Regions from separate parts of the Triticum aestivum genome. Here region 1 is linked to region 2. A link is a contact called in public Hi-C data. All regions are on one chromosome and are shown on one strand. Each heading gives the region's core, a stretch centred on a gene start, on an enhancer-like site or on the middle of the called end of the contact. The rest is flanking DNA. Distances are from core to core; before and after follow the strand shown. Region 1 holds the start of LOC123145871 (protein TIC 55, chloroplastic). Region 2 holds the start of LOC123145868 (autophagy-related protein 18b).

The links. A called contact is a pair of places that touch in the nucleus more often than the background predicts.
Region 1: a contact with region 2 is called in a Hi-C map of leaf, with 5 times the contacts expected there. The contact joins the promoter of LOC123145871 here to the promoter of LOC123145868 in region 2. A contact is called at or near these places in 1 of 5 Hi-C or Micro-C datasets (leaf) and 1 of 1 datasets of contacts at active chromatin or transcription factors (leaf).

Annotation. Positions count from the first base shown.
Region 1 is chr6D:458,520,610-458,524,441 of IWGSC CS RefSeq v2.1, reverse strand. It overlaps LOC123145871 (protein TIC 55, chloroplastic), which reads right to left and starts at 2,109. Exons shown (of 3, transcript XM_044565382.1): 1 at 1,586-2,109; 2 at 1,294-1,396; 3 at 1-1,189. The coding sequence starts at 1,992. The coding sequence ends at 71.
Region 2 is chr6D:458,247,359-458,251,625 of IWGSC CS RefSeq v2.1, reverse strand. LOC123145868 (autophagy-related protein 18b) reads left to right here and starts at 2,202. Exons shown (of 11, transcript XM_044565376.1): 1 at 2,202-2,410; 2 at 2,535-2,608; 3 at 2,963-3,036; 4 at 3,191-3,300; 5 at 3,926-4,017; 6 at 4,174-4,267. The coding sequence starts at 2,352.

The DNA.
Region 1 (3,832 bases), core at 860-3,359, 270 kb before region 2:
AGTGTTTCTAGCTGACTAGATTAAAATGCGCTGACAGTATGATCTTATCCCGGCCTCTAATTATGCTTATTTACAATCTTCTGTGTGTCCTGATGAAGTTGGTTGTGATCAAAGAAACCACAGAGCCACACGCATACGACGCCGCGGCGAGCACGGCTGCGGCCCCCAGCAAGACGGCCTTCCACTGCCTCGTCGCCGCCAAGACGGCCGCGGCGGCAGCCACCGCAGCGAGCACGACGAAGGCCTTCTTCAGGGCGGTGTACCTGTTGACACTGTCCCTGCACCCCTTGCAGTGCACGACGTGCCGGAAGTACCTGCTGGTCGGGTTGGGCGCGTGCTGCGTGCCGAAGCCGCCCTTGGCCGGGAACGACGCGGAGATGCCCGCGGCGGCCCCCGCCGGCGCCTGCTCCACGACGGCCGGCACGGGCGGCGGCGAGATGGTGCTGTGGCCGAAGTAGTAGGGCATGCCGTGGCCGGCCCTGTCCATCCACCGCCGGTACTCGGCGACCCAGGTGTCCGATGAGCGGAGGTTGAGGTAGAGCTCCTTGGTGGGCACCTTCTCCCGGAGCAGCACCTCGTTCTGCGACGACAGGAACCCCATGTCCTGCTCGAACACCTTGCACGCGTTCTGGTGGAAGTACCATTTCGGCAGCACCCTCAGCAGCGGCGACCTCGCCGTGGACCCGAACCGGACGAGCAGCATCGACTTCCCCTGCCCGGCCGGCCGGCACAGGAACTGCGCCGAGAAGCACTGCTCCCTGCCGTCCTTGTCCACGAACTCGAGCGTGTTGGTGAGCACGCAGGGCGCCTCGAAGCGGAGCAGGTTGCGGAGGTGCGGCGCGCGCTCGCGCCACCAGTGGCCGGCGAAGCCCCGGGCGGTGCGCTCGGCGACCTCGAAGGCCAGCGGCTGCGCGTCCTCCCGCTTGGCCGTCCAGTCGGTGCGGTCGTGCGAGATGGGCACGTGCGCCGGGTCCATGAGGTTCTCCAGCAGGATGGAGTGGTCGTAGGGGAGCTCGTGCACCGTGGACAGGTCCGTGAACCCCGCCCGCGCGTACGGCTCGAACCACGGCAGCTTCTTGGCGTCCGGCGGGGTCGCCGGCGACATCCACACCCACACCACCCCCTGCGAGTCCCGCACCTCGTAGTTGCGCGCGCACGCGTTCCGCGGGATCTTGGCGCCCTCAGGCAGCTGCATGCGCATCAATCAAATCAAACACATGAATTTTCTCATGCGTTCGTAGTACTGATCCATGAATGAACTTGATTCGAAAGAAGTGCAGGACGAGACAAGACCTGCGGGATCTTGACGCACTTGCCCTCGCCGTCGAACTGCCAGCCATGGTAGAGGCACTCCAGCTTGCCGTCGACGAGCTGCCCTTCTGACAGCTTGGCTAACCTGCAGTGCAATCGGCCATGTTTGGATCATGCGATCAGTTAGAGGATCGGAGCTACACAGTATTATAACTTCAGTTATCAATCATGGCGATCTAGTTTCATCTGCTCGAATGAAGATGGATTTCTAAGTTTAGATGCACGAATTGGGATTTTATACTGAAACGAGATAAGTACTGACACACTCGTCTACCTGTGCGGGCATCGGTCCTCGTGGCAGCGGAGCACGCCGGCGGCGTCGCGGTAGAGCACGAGCTGGCGGTCGAAGACGGTGAGCGGGAGCGCCGCGTCGTCGGGCACCTCCTTGGACAGGTACAGCGGGTACCACTCCTCCCGCCAGTCGTACCTCCCGGCCGCCTCGCTCCCCTCCCCCTCCTGGGGGAGCAGCACGCCGTCCTGCTCCTGCGCGCCGGCCTCCTCCACCGCCGCCGCCCAGCACCTCCCGACGGCGCGGCTCCTCCCCCTTCCGACCCCGACCCCCTGCCACCGCACGCCACGCGCTGGGCTCGCCGCCGCGGAGGAGATCTTGAGCGCGGCGGAGGAGACCGCGAGGAGGAGGGAGGGGCGGGGCAGCGCGGTGGTGGGAGGAGGGGGCGTCATGTCTGGTCTGGTCTGTGGTGGTGGTTTGGTTGGCGCACAGAGCTCGCCCGCTCGATGCCCCGGATAAAAAAACTGTAGAGGCCTCGTGGGTTTGCATGCAGACACACGACTCTTTGCTTCCCGCTACGTTACACGTACGTATATATGAGACTCAATAGAGGTTCTGGCGAGTCGCCTGTGTCCCTGTCGTGCAAACTGGCGAGTGAGTTCCACACGCATCCGGGACAAATTTGACATTATGCGACAAGTTCAAAAATATTCTACCGACAGATTAGATAAATGACCAAACAAAGAGCGACCTATGAGAAAGTGACCAAAACATTCAGGGTCAAGTCAGCATTCTTTTGAGATAAACGTCTGTATTTGAGGTTTCTTGTACTCTTGGTGAATCTTTATAATAGATATGGTCCTTTTCGAGAGAAAAAAAGGAATAAAGTGCATCCTTGCGCCTGAATATGGTTTTCTTTTCCTCTTGGATTTGTTGGTTCTTAATCGATTGAATTAGTTAAATCTTGATTAACATTACACTCGTCAATTTATGTGGATATTCTTTCGGATTTTTTTCATTACCCGCTTTTTATCATTTCATAGTGCACCTTTTACGCTGTTTTTAATACATCTTGTGTTCTAGTTTTGCTCTTTTCCACTCAAGTACAGTTGCTGGCACCCAACTACATTTGCATATCCTTGTCGGACGGGCACAACTACAATTGCATATCTCGGTCGGCCGGGCAACTATAATTACATATATCTCAGCAGTCACACATCCTACAGTTGCACATCCCTTGTTAGACACGCGCGAAAGAAGAAAAGGAAGTATAGAAAACACAAAGACAAGAAAAAGGAAAAAAAAAAGGCAAACATCATATACTGATGTCAGTGGGGTGAAATTTAGCTAAACCAATCAACTGAGATCTAGCCACATCTTTATCCTTTTCATCCTAATGTCAAATCCAACCAATAACTGAGAGCATCAACACGGGTCAACACAAAATTAACATTATTGTTGGCTCCATCGAGTTAAGGTCGGAATGTAGGTTCCATATGGAGTGGTGCTCTATTCATTTTCTTGATGGTGGATCTTACAAAAGATACCCCACCGGTTATTTTAGAAGAATCCACGGTGGTGTGACTAGTTCCGCCATAGATAGCCACCTAGGCTACTGCCGGAACTCCTCCAGCGACTTGACCGATATCTTATATCAAACCAAATTAGTAGTCCTCCCTCTCATACGGCTGAGCCAATGTCTGCACCAGTGGCTCAAAGCCCCACTGCTGCATCACACACAAAATACCACACACGACGAGATATCTCTCTCTTGCCACCTCAAATGGAGGAAAAAACCCATTGCCACCAGTGGTAGTAAGAGGAGCAACCCCAAAGGGCGTCGAACCTGTCAGGACGACATACCTCCATTATCAATCTTAGAGACCATATCGCAAATGTCCATGTCGTGGCGTGCTCACACATCACTAAAGTGCAATCGCCCTGGCACATGCTTGGTGCACACACCAGCCAAGTGATGTCGTGTTGTCCATATGAATGTAGCACAGCCACCATCCGCACGCTTCTGGTTCCTACATGTCTAAAATATGACGACTAGATGTTGCTGCTACACCCAAAACAAGACCCCCCCCCCCCACCCTCTGTTATACCCTTTGGGTACAAGGTCCACCATCGACTAGAAATAGCCGAAGGCAGTGATGTTAGGGAAGAACAGAGCCACCGACCATGTGCTGGGCAAGGATGGAGCTTCATCGCCATCTAAGGGAGACAAGGGTGTAGAAGAAGGTGGGTTGAGGCAGGGGAGGCGACGGAGAATTCGTTGACGACATTCTA
Region 2 (4,267 bases), core at 953-3,452:
ATGTCTTCGCGAAGACAATGAGAGCAAATCTTATCCAGAGCTGGATGAGTCAGCTTTACTTGTAGCCCAAGTCAAGCTGCCGCGTGTGTTTGAAATCTGACCATTGGACACGTGTCAGTTCCTTAGTGACCCAGGGTCATTTCGGACAAATCAGGCCGGGTTGCCTCCTGGCTATAAATAGCCCACCCCCTAAACCATAAATTGGTGGCTGCTTAGAGTTAGTGCACGGCTTTTGTCGTTTGAGAGCAACCCACCTCCGAAGCATTTGAGAGAGAGAGATCCTTGCGAGGACAAAGCCCAAAACACCCAGAGCCAAAGAGTGTTAGGCATCACTGAAGTCTTTCTGTCCGCGTGATCTGAAGACTTGTTACACTTGAGGACTGTGAATCCTCCAGCCGGTTAGGCGTCCGTTCTGAGCATCCAAGAGCCATTGTGGATTGCCAGTGAACGAAGTCTGTGAAGGTTTGGAAGTCTACCTTGAAGACTTACCAGAGTGATTGGGCGAGGACTAAGTGTTCTTAGCTCAAGGGGAATAACGTGAAGACACGGTCTTCTGAGTTAAATCTCAGCCTCCCTAACCAGACGTACAGTTGTCACAGCAACTGGAACTGGTCTACCAAATCCTTGTCCTCACCAAGCAACTGGTTCTATCCTTCCCATCTCTTTACTTTACAGTTTGTCTTCGTGAAGTCATTGCCTGCTTGCATGATCTGATTGTCTTCACTGTGCGAAGACTGTTGTTGTCTGGCTTCATACTATCTTCCATCCTGATCCATACTATCTAGCTGCTGATAGTCTTCGTACTTTCACTTCATTGCTTACTTGACTATGGCTTGTCTTGTGTAGTCTACCTTTCGCTGCATATCAATGGGTTCATTTCTATTGTTTGTCTTCAAAGCCCCCGTGTTTTGAAGACTTTCATAAAAACCGTCTGTTCACCCCCCTCTAGTCGATAACTAGCACTTTCACATATAATATTTTTTTTCACTTTCCAACAATGTGTCATGCCTATTTTATGGCCTCCTTTTCAACTATTTCTAAAACTAAGAGTTAAGAAAAAAATACATCTGCTTCCCTAATGAACTCATTGCTCACACGCATCATTGGACGTGTAGCACAATGTAGCTGGGGATTTAACGCTCACCGAGTCAACTCTTTCAATAAACATATGAACTGTTAGAGCATCTACAGCCGGACGCCTCAAACCATCCCTCATACGCCTGCGGACGCGCCCGGTCAGTGACCAGACATGAGAGAAAAGGAAAAATGTGACCCAACCAGACCCCTCATATCATCTCTATACGCCCGGGTTGTCCGCGAACCCTCATATCCATCTTAAATATGGGGAGGATATGAGGGCTCGCGGACGCGCCCGGGCACGCTCGGGCAGTCCGCCACGTAGAACGCGGCCCCATCCCGGACCACCTTTTCTCTTTCTTTATTTAATCTTTTATTTCTCTCTCTTCGTCTCCACCAATCACGTGCAAGTGACTGGACATATGAGGAGAAAAATAAGGAGTGTGGTTGCGCGGACGGATAAATGAGGGCTCAAAATGGACACGCCCGGTCACTGACCCGGCGCGTCCGCGGGCGTTTAAGGGGTCATATTTGATATGTCCGGTTGTAGATGCTCTTACCTCGACATAAGGAATTTTCTAACGTGGGAATACAACATAGCACTGCCCTTTTGCTTAAAGAAAATAAACAAGTTTACAAACCACTAAAAAACCTATTTTCCCCATGATATTGGATGTCCAAAAAGTCATCTCCATCATGTTATAGTGGTCAAAACTATTTTCACATGAAAGCACATAGTTTTTCGAACTATTTCATGTAATAATAAATCCTCATAATAAAAGTGTGACTGCTTTTCACACGTGGCGTGATGAATCTGTATCCATCCACTTAAGAAAATGTAATTTCGTACGCCTGAGGCACTCTTCAAATACACAAATTTCATTGCCAAAAACTGCCGTGTCTCAGAAAACTTACAACAATCTCACTCTAGTATGTCTTTTTTTTTTTCATTCTTAAAAAAAAAAGTCCTTCTGTTCTCCAGGAGTCTGAACATTTTGCCAAGAAAAAAAGGAGTATGAGCCGTTACCAAAACGGATTCCGTTGGTTTTACCGTTAAACCGAAGCTTCTAATCTGTCCACGACGCACGCAAAGGCGCCCAACTGGGCTACGAAACGGGGAAGAAGCTACACGTAAAGCCATCCCACCGCCGAATATTTTCACTACTTTATTCCCGGACACGCACGCAGGCGGCGCAACCGAACTTCCCCTTCAGCCGCGGAGGAGAGAAAAAGAAAATCCGATTCCGGCGAGCGAGCAGGCGGCGGCGCCGGCGATGGCGAGCGGCTCGTCCCGGCCCCAGATTCTCTGCGTCTCCTTCAACCAGGACAACAGGTACGCGCGGGAGCGGGGCGGCGGGATATGCGCTCTCGTGCTCGATTCCGGCGGGTCTGGGGGGTCGGATTCGCCGGAGGGGAGCGCTGGGTCTGACTCTGGGTTTGCCTGTGCTTTGCTTCAGCATGTTCTCCGTCGGGACCAAGGAAGGGTTCAAGATTTTCGATGCCCGGACCGGGAGGCTCTGCAACGACAACAGTAAGGCTTGCTTCAGAGCTCTCCCCCTCATAGCAGTCGTTCACTGCGAATATCCAATTGTACTTAGAAGTTGGAACAAGTTAATTGTGTAGCTCCTAGTGTAAAACCGGCTACTTCTATGTAGAAGCTTATGCTGAACAATCAAGGTTGCTTTGTGCTTCCTGCCTAATTCAGACTAGTTGTGAACACAATCATTGTGCATTGGTAGAGGGTAGAACCAGATAGCAATGCAAATTCCCTTTCTGTCAACGCATTATTGGGTGACTAAACCCGCCTAGGCAATAACTATCGCTCTATGAATTTATCATAAATAGCTAATGCGTTAAACCGTATGTGCCTCTTCTGTGGTTGCAGAACTTGGAGGACTGAATGTCGTGGAGCTGTGGTTTGCTACGAACCTCATCGCTATGGTCGGAACTGGGGAGCAGGTATCTGACGCGCTCTTTTCCTCGTTTTCGTTCTATTTGTTCCCTGTTGTGCGGTTGAAGTTCGACGAATCGATTTGTTCGTTGTTGTGCGGTTGAAGTTTGAGGAATCAAGTTTTACATGGATGACGTGGTTGGTTCAAATTGCCTTTTGCAGCCTTCACGGTCTCCTCGTCGCCTTTGCCTCTTCAATACCATTACAGGCGCCTCAAAGAAGGATCTGAACTTCAGGAGTACAATTTTGGCTGTTCGGTTTAGTAGAACGAGGTACACCACCAATCCTTCCTGTCTAGAAGAGACTGAGTACCCTAGCTAGTATTTCACTCACCTGTTACTAATTAGGTCCATCTCTAGATTGCCTGAGCACATTTAAGACTGTCGTACATTAGTGATGACTATGAGCCTAATTGGTTTGTTGCCAAAAGTTGGCATGCCAAATTTTGGCAACTGCCAAATATTGGCTAGAGATTGGTTGCATACCAATTTTCGTTGTCAATCTCACAGAAGGTTGCCAAATGTTGGCAACTTTTGGTTTTGCCAAATGTTGGCAACTTTTGGTTTTGCCAAATGTTGGCTTGCCAAATATTGGTAGCAAACCAATCAGCCTCTATGTTCTTTATATATCCTGCAATTTGAGAAGAGAAGTCTAGCAGGTCCATTCTAATTAACAATGCTGTCAGAGATCATGACGCTTAATCATATGCTTCTATCTATTCCTCGCAAAAAGAAAATGTAAAAGATGCTTCTATCCATTAGTTCCTGACTTCCTGTGATAACAAAAATTTTTACTTGTGTAATTGTTGTATGTCTATCGAGTTTTGGACCAGGGATGTTATGCATGCATTTTTCTCATTGAGTTTTATTATAAAAAAGGTTGTCACATTATGTGCAGGCTTATTGTTGTTTTGCAGGACAAGACCTTTATTTATGATCTAAACAGCACTCGTATCTTGGAGGAAATTGACACGGTACATAATCCTAAAGGTAAGCATCCTACCCAAAATTTTCAAATTGCGGCTCATACTACTATTCCAGACAATTATCTGGGGGCAACTCAGAAAGTATTTTTGAACTAGTTTTGCTTTGAAACAAAATTTGCTTTGCATATTTGCTGCTAACGTTGTTAATTTTAAATACCAGGCCTTTGTGCATTTGCTCCTAATTCAGAATGGTGTTATTTAGCCATCCCAGCGAGCACATCAAAAGGATCTGCTTTAGTGTATAAAGCATCAGA